2 separate regions of the Ovis aries genome follow, and region 2 is linked to region 1. The links are chromatin contacts, called in public Hi-C maps. All regions are on one chromosome and are shown on one strand. Each heading gives the region's core, a stretch centred on a gene start, on an enhancer-like site or on the middle of the called end of the contact. The rest is flanking DNA. Distances are from core to core; before and after follow the strand shown. Region 1 overlaps LOC121817217 (a long non-coding RNA gene). Region 2 holds the start of BHLHE40 (basic helix-loop-helix family member e40).

Evidence for each region. Hi-C and Micro-C count contacts between places; a contact is called where the count stands out from the background.
Region 2: a contact with region 1 is called in a Hi-C map of liver, with 2.8 times the contacts expected there. The contact joins the promoter of BHLHE40 here to the enhancer-like site in region 1. A contact is called at or near these places in 2 of 16 Hi-C or Micro-C datasets (blood and liver).

Annotation. Positions count from the first base shown.
Region 1 is chr19:21,316,519-21,320,509 of ARS-UI_Ramb_v3.0, forward strand. All of the region lies in intron 1 of LOC121817217 (a long non-coding RNA gene), which reads right to left. Among named protein-coding and RNA genes, the nearest start is that of ARL8B, 56 kb to the left of the region's middle. Within about 2 kb of position 2,208, at least 14 of the 54 cell types and tissues checked have an H3K27ac peak or open chromatin away from gene starts, as enhancers often do. A contact at or near this core is called in liver, where this site is marked.
Region 2 is chr19:21,382,242-21,386,232 of ARS-UI_Ramb_v3.0, forward strand. It overlaps BHLHE40 (basic helix-loop-helix family member e40), which reads right to left and starts at 1,960. Exons shown (of 5, transcript NM_001129741.1): 1 at 1,881-1,960; 2 at 1,650-1,719; 3 at 1,280-1,387; 4 at 152-275. The coding sequence starts at 1,960. LOC105603426 (a long non-coding RNA gene) reads left to right here and starts at 1,314. Exons shown (of 7, transcript XR_006057022.2): 1 at 1,314-1,884.

The sequences.
Region 1 (3,991 bases), core at 958-3,457:
TATAATAAGTATTTTGTAACATGAAAATGCTCAGATGATTCAAGAATAGGTGAGTAATCAATGTTTGGACCTATTTTTAAGGATTACATCTGGATTTCAGAGGAATTAGACCACATTTGACTGAATGTTGTTGACCCTTTTGCTTTATATTGCTATTTCCAAATAAGGGCTAGAGAGGCATACACAGACTCTCCATGAATGAAATAGCTATAAATGAAAACTGATGTAACTATGTGGCCCTAGTGACTCAGATTCCGAACGTGATACTGCCGTTCACGTCATTTTCAAAATGGCTCTTGGTAAAGTGCTAGAGCCTTTCTTCCATTTATACAGAAGTAGCATTCCTAGGTGGAGAAAGAAATGGCAACCCACTCCAATGTTCTTGCCTAGAGAATCCCGTGGACAGAGGAGCCTGATGGTCTGCTGTCCATAGGGTCGCACAGAGTCGGACACAACTGAAGTGACTTAGCAGCAGCATTAGCAGCATTCCTAGGAAGCATGCTGCTAAGTCACTTCAGTCGTGTCCGACTCTATGCAGCCCCATAGACGGCAGCCACCAGGATCCCCCGTCCCTGGGATTCTCCAAGCAAGAACACTGGAGTGGGTTGCCATTTCCTTCTCCAATGCGTGAAAGTAAAAAGTGAAAGTGAAGTCTCTCAGTCGTGTCCAACTCTTTGCGACCCCATGGACTGCAGCCTTCCAGGCTCCTCCATCCATGGGATTGTCCAGGCAAGAGTACTAGAGTGGGGTGCCATTGCCTTCTCCTCCTAGGAAGCATGGTGCCTATTAAAACCCATGCTGGTGTTTGTGTTTGTATGAAAAAAAAAAAGAAAAAGTTAAGATCTGTGCTCAAATAATAAAAAAAATAAGTTCTTAAACTATATCATTGTTGGGACGTTTCAAATCTTGAGGGGACACAAGACAGCTCTTTGCCCTACAGTTCTGTCTCATACTGGTCCTCAAAGCCAGGAGGATGTGAGACTTCCTCATCTCCATCCCCACAGCACTGCAATCCTTGTGAAAACTAAAAGCACTGTCACCAGGAAACACCCTCTGAGGATGATGCCATCCGCTTTGAGAAACACTTCCTTGAAGTCACAACTCTTAGGAGAACTTCAGGCCTTCAGGTGATTCTTTGGGTTCCTACAGTGCCTACTGTGTCCCCTGTCACCCAGTTGGGAGTCAGTGTCAGCAGCAGGCCAGTGGAGGGAACTGGGCCAGCAGATGGCAGGGACCGAGAGAAGCCCTGCCTGTGAGAACAGGAAGGTGAGCTGCAGCCACAGGAAAGCATGGAGTGTGGAGGACCCACAAGACATCCATAAGACAGGGCCCCAGCTGTAGAAGAATCACAGTCTGAGGACACTTCCAAAACTTCAGAGAGAAAGAGGAATGGAAGGCGCTGGTTAGAAACCTGGGCCTTGGGATCAGACAGATTCAAATCCCAGCCTTGCTACCACTGCCAAGTGTCACTTTGGGCCAGTTGCTTAGCTCCTCTTTGACTCAGTCTTCTCATCTCTAAAATGGGCACCAATGGCAGTCCCTACGGCACGGGGCTCTTCTGGGGGTGAGATAGGATCAGAGCGACGAGGCTGAGCAAAGTGCCTGATGGCCTGCAAGCTGCTCCAGAGCAGGACTCTGTCTAGGTCTGCTCCCCTTTGTATCCAGAGAACTTGACCCAGAGAAACCACAGTTCAGCCCCGGTCCAGTGAACCAGCTCTGAACCAGCCGTGTGAAAGGTAACCATTCCCACTGTTCTGAAGGGACCAGTACTGGGGGCTGGGGTAGGAAGTGGGGACTTGGTTCTTTACTGGGAATCAGATCACAGGCAATGCAAGAGGAAGGCAGATCACCTGGGTAACACTACACCAGGGCTCCCAAAATCTCTGAGTGAGGACCGCTGTGGTCTCAGTGCTCAGGGGGCCACTGAGCTCCCAGGAAAATGGCGGGCAAACCTACCACAGGCAAAGGAGGGCAGCAGGGCCAGACAGCCACAGGGAGGAGGCCTGAGCCAGAGCCAGAGGAGCGCACTGGCCTGCAGACCCGCAACCCCATGACTGTTCCCCTCTGGGAACTGTACATGTCAGAGCTAAAAGGGGCCATGCAAAGTGAGAGGAAAGCAGGCCAGCCTTGTCTCCTCTCTGCTCCACCCCCACCACCCCGCCCCGCACCAGCTCCAGGCCACGTCACCCTTCCTTCTGTGTGCTGGACTCCAGCCATGCTGGTCATTTCCTCGTTTCTTGAAAATGCTAAGCTCCTCTACCCACATCCCCGCCAGACACTCTTTGCTTGACTGACTTCTGCTCACCCTCCATTTCTCAGTTCAAACATCACTTCCTGGGAGAGGCTTTCCCTGAACTCCCCGACAAGGTGCAATGGCCCTCTTCCTCACTCTTATCCTTACTGCCTCTAGCCTTTTCCTTCCTAGTATCTATTGCAATGACAATTTTGGTGGTAAAAAAAAATCTGCTCAATGTCTATCTCTCCAACTAGATTGGACACTCCTGAGAGCAAACACTCCATCAAGTCCATGACCCCAGATCCTGTGGTATGTAACCTGGCCCCGGTACATGGTTAGTGCTCAGTAGATATTAGGGGAAAGGAGAGAGGACCTTGAAACTCAGAGCAGGGTCACTGGGTTTCTCCTGAAAAATAATCAGATCCACAGACACACTCAACTACTGACATTCCCCAATTGAATATTCATTTGCAGCAATTTCTCACTCTATTTCTAAGCTTACCCCACAGCAAAAATGAATAGCATCCTCTCCCCCCAAACACAAGTGACTGTGGTAGCAAGTACTTGGATCTGTGTCCCCTCCTCCCTGCTGTCCGGCAAGATGCCATGAGTGATGTTAGGTGAACCATCCCTTTGATCTTGCTAGTGAGAAAATACGTTCAGGACTACATCCCAGGCAGAAATGAAAGTTGGAGGTATATTCCATATCCTGTGATAAATCATAATGGAAAAGAATATGAAAACAAATGTATTAATATATAATGTGTAACTGAGTCATTTTGTTGTACAACAGTAATTAACATTTCCTTCAATAAAAAAGAAAAAAAGCTGGAAAAACAGACTTTTTTCTTGTGCACTCCACCATCCTGCCACCTGCTGAAATCTGACGAGCAAGACACCTGAGCAGCTTTTCTGACCCGTGGTCAAGAAATCGTAGTTTGTTTCTAGAGGTCACTTCATTCTTCGCTCTTTGTTTTTCTTTCTGTATCATCACTCATGGGAAGCTCGGATCCTTTTAGGGGCTTACGGAGTTCAGGCAGAGAACAGCTGGCCCTAGAAGGCCAGCTCATTCTGAAGGAAGAAAAATGGCAATTTCCCAGCATTTCACTTCTAATAGTTCATTAGTGAAATGAAGTCGCTCAGTTGTGTCCAACTCTTTGCGACCCCATGGACTATAGCCCACCAGGGTCTTCCATCCATGGAATTTTCTAGGCAAGAGTACTGAAGTGAGTTGCCATTTCCTTCTCCAGGGGATCTTCCCAACCCAGGGATCAAACCCTGGTCTCCAGCATCGCAGGCAGAGGCTTTACTGTCTCCTCCCAAATCTCTGAATCCTCATTCTGAACCAACAAGTATGTTGTTAATTGCTTTACATAAATGATTCTATTTAATCCTCCCAGCCCCTCCAGGGAATGCTAATATCCTCTTCATTTTACAGATGAGGAAAACTGATGCCTAGAAATTTGAAGTGACCTTCAGACTCACCCAACCTGCAAGAGGTGGCTGTGGCATCAAACCTCCGTGTCTTTGCCCTCACAGCCTGAACTCTTAAGTGCTGCACTTTGTTGCAAGAATAATTGCAGCTTACAAGGTACTTTGATTGTTCAGTCAATTAATGAAGTAATAACACTAGTGAGAATAATCATAGCTAAGTGTTCAATGCAGGTTCCCTGCTATTGTTGTTGCTGTCATTATAATATGACTCATGATTTAGAAATAATGTTTTGAAGGGAGGTATAGGCCATCCCTCTGAAG
Region 2 (3,991 bases), core at 710-3,209, 65 kb after region 1:
TGACCTTTTAGGAAAGATAAAACAGCATCTCCCCCAACTAACATGCATAAGCAATTTGTTGCGGGAATGTTTCTTACACCAGATGTTGAGCTTACAGGCTCTCTATTTGTGCTAGAACTCTAAGGAGATGATAGCCAAACATGGTACTCACCAGCTTGCAGACCGCTCTGCAGGGCAATGATTTTCTGCTGTTGTTGATCAATTAGGTTTGTTAATGCTTTCACATGCTTCAAGGTAAGTTCAAGAACCACTGCTTTTTCCAAGTGACCCAAAGTCTGGAATAAAAAGAGCCTCCGTCAGCAGTGAGCTCAGAGAAGTCCCACCTCTGGGATACTAATTAGCCATGAGATTCATCAGTCGCCTGGGCTACACTTCATGGGGTCGCAAGAGTCAGACACCACTAAGCGACTAAACCACCACCACCGAATGTCTCTAAAGGGGGATAAAAAGGTCTGTTCCTGGTTGGCTAAATTAAGTTTTAAGTTTATAGATGATGTTTAAAAATATGTATATATGCATATATTTTTGATTAGAGGACAGCAAACAAGTGTACCCCATCTTTGGAGGCATTTTGGAAGCAGCAGCTAGCTCAGGAGAAAGCTTTGACAGATAAATTTTTCCAGCAGCCGTTGCTGACCTTAACTCAGGGGAATCCAGAGATAACATTTCTCTGCAGTGGTGTCAACCCTAGTAGAGACTTCTACTGTGTCTGGCAGCCAAGAGGCTTTCCCTAGTTTCTTTCCTGACACCCTGTCATAACTTCTAGCTCATCTACGCTTTTTTGTTCCTTCCTAAATACTATTTTCTCCTAAATACTATTTTTCTCTTCTTTCCCCAACCAAAGGTTGCCAATCTAGTAAGCTATTGACAATCGCCAAGAAAGGACAGGACGTAAAAAAAAAAAAAAAAAAGACACATCAAAACAAGTCCTCTTATTTTAAAAAGGGATGTGGGGAAGGGGGTAAAAAAAAAAAGTGGGTTGCTGGATTTGCTCAATGTGAGAAAAGGAGAACCCGGAGAATCACCTTAAACTCTAGCAAAGGAAGGCCGGCTGGTGTTGGTGCCAAGCTGGACAAGTACAAATGATTCTTATCTTATTTGCACGAGGTTGCCAGAAAATTCTGAGACTGGAGAAGGGTACCCCCAAACAGAGCCAGCCACTAGCTAGGATCCAGCCATCTGGTCTGCAGTTCCTGGCGGAGCCTGCAGGCGGCGGGTGACCCTCGCCCGCCCTCTGGGCAGAGGAGCTGGTTTGGAGAGGGGCCAGCTTCTCACTTACTGTAAGTTTGAGATGTTCGGGGAGGAGATCCTTCAGCTGGGCGATGCACTCGTTAATCCGGTCACGTCTCTTTTTCTCGATGAGCCGGTGCGGCAGTTTGTAGGTTTCCTGCAAAGCGCACGGAGAGATGGTGGGCGCGGGAGGAAGGAGGTGAGAAGCGCTTCTCCTTTCCCACCCCGCGGCAGAAGAGTCTCGGCAGTGGAGCAGAGTCACACCCAGAACCCTATCTGCCCCTTCTTCTCCAAGCCACTCAGTAGAGGCACAGGGCCCACACCTTGCATACCTCCCTCCAACGTTAAAGTGAGAAAACTTTTATTGGAAACTCAGCGCGTGCGAGGGCCTGGGGTCCACAGGGGCGCGGTGCTCTTACCTTGCTGTCCTCGCTCCGCTTTATTCCCCGCCTCGACTTGTACACTTGGTACATATGGGCAAAATCCATCCTGCAGGGAGAGGGACGAGGAAGGGTCATGACTTGCGCATCGGTTGCAGGAGCCCTGACTGGCAAGAACCCCCGGATGCACCCAGAACTACTTGGAGTTGAAAGCCGCGTAGAAGGCAGGACTGGAGTTGAGGCTTGAAGGGGCCAGGGGTGCCAACTTACCCTGGTAGGTCTCCGGGCTCCAGTCCTGGCGCTTTGGGCAGGCAAGTGGGGGGCGGTTGCGCGCTGGGGATCCGCTCCATTGCGCTGCGAGCCGGGGCCACTCTGCGCTCCTGTCTGCAGTGGCGGAGCGTCGGGTGAGGACTGTCGTGGAGGAGGTTTCGGGGGTCTCTCCGCAGGGCTTCCACTGAGTCAGAGCTCTCTGAAATCCGCTGGGCTGCGAAGAGCTGCGGCTTTGAGGTGCTGCTTCAGTTGGGGGCGTGCATGGTGTACCCGCGGCCTCTGGCTCCGGCTCTGCGCACAGACTGGCGGTGTGTGCTCCCAGTGCCGTCTGCACGGTGCGAGCCAAGTGAATGAGAAGTGGGGCGGGCGGGGAGGCGGGAGGGAGGGGGGGTGCGGTTAGGGCGGAGTGGGGGGGGGGATGGTGGGGGAGAGCCGAGGAGTAATGGAGAGGCTGCGGGCTGGGTTAAATGGGAGCGAGTGGGTGGGTTGGAGCTACGTGTTCTACCCTGTGACTCCAGGCACGTCTGGCCGCTGCCGGGGAGGGAAGGAGCGACCTGCCCGCCCTCCCCCGGCTTCATCACATGAGTCTCACGTGTTGGACAACGCTCCCGCGGCTGCGAGGGAGCCCCCACCCCCCAGCCCCGGCCCCCAGGTGTCTGCGGCTGCCTTTCCCCGAAGAGGGGGTTGGCAGGGCAGTCTGGGTCCTGCCTAGCTGGGCGAGGGGCGCGGAAGCTGGAAGGGGCTAGGGAGCCGGGGAGGTGGTGGGGGGAGGTTGGTAACGTGGGCGAACCTGCCCCAGGGAAATGAAGTAAGTTCCCGTCTCCTGGGAGGGAACGGGGGAGGACGGATCCGCCCGCGTCTGACTCAAGCCGGGAGAGGAATATCCCCTCGCTCGCTCCAGCCCAACCCTCTTCCTCCTCCTCCCCCCGCGCGCCCGCTCGGAGGAACCAGCGCGCAGCAGAGGGAGTCGCCCGGCCCCCCTGCCTTCCCCAGAGGCTGGGGTTTCTTTCCGCGCCGGCTTCCCTGCCCCCACCCCTCGGCCCCGAGTCCAGGAATCGCCCGCCGTGGGGAGGGGCCGAGGAGGGCGGGGCGGATGTCACCCCATGGGAAGCGGGCTGGCAGCCAAGCGCAGGGGCAGGCGAGGCCGCCGCGGAGCACGCTGCGCGCACCTGACCCGCTAGGCTGTGCGCCGCGGTCCCTGGCTCCTTTGGAGCTGTGCTCCCGGGGCGCAGTCTGCGTGCCGGCGGACACTCACTTGCGCACCCCCCAGGGTGCCCCAGTGCCCCCACCCCCCTCCCCGGCCCACACTTAGGCTGATCAAGCACAGAAAGAGACCGGGCGCGGTGCCCTGCGTTTCCTCCCTCCTCTGCCCCCACTGGAGCAGAGGCGCCCGGGTCCCCTCCCCTTGGGCTGCAACGTTACACAACCGCGGCAGCGGCGCTTGCCCTGCGGCAGCGCGGGGCGTGACACTTCACCTGGCCTGGGCTTGGGCCGCAGAGCTCCTGACAGAGCGCCCTTCTGCCCTGGCCGGGGACCAAGACCCCCGAGCACAGGAGCTCCCGGGGGTCGGGGTCGTCCATCTCCCCCTGCCGGGGACTTCTGCGGCGCAGTGTGCGGTCTGCAGCCGGGGCAGGATGGAAAAGAGAGACTTGGAAAAACTGCCCATCACGCTGACGTCTTAGCGTTCATTCACTCGACAAGTGTTGGTTGAGCCCCCTACCCTGTGCCCGGCGTTGTGCTTAGATACGCTGCCAGATACACTGTAGGTGAATGGAACACAGATGCTGCTCTTGAATTCACAGGAACCTCTGAGGAGGGCTTACCCTGGGAAATGAGGGGAAGGCAGTACTGGGAAAATTGTATCGGTGCTGCTGGTGAAGAGAAGGGAGAAGATAAGATAGAAAGTGTGGGCTTAAAAAAATTTTTTTGGTATTAAAAAAAATTATTTTTAAAAATTTAATGTGAACCACAATATCTGGGCAGAGGAGGAGAGGGGAGACGTTAACCCATCGCCCGGAGCCTGGGGCAGAAGGGCCTCCTCCAAGCGGCTCCAGATCTCTGCAATCTCTCTGAGGCCGCCCGAGGCCCCCACCCACTCCCCCGGAAAAGTC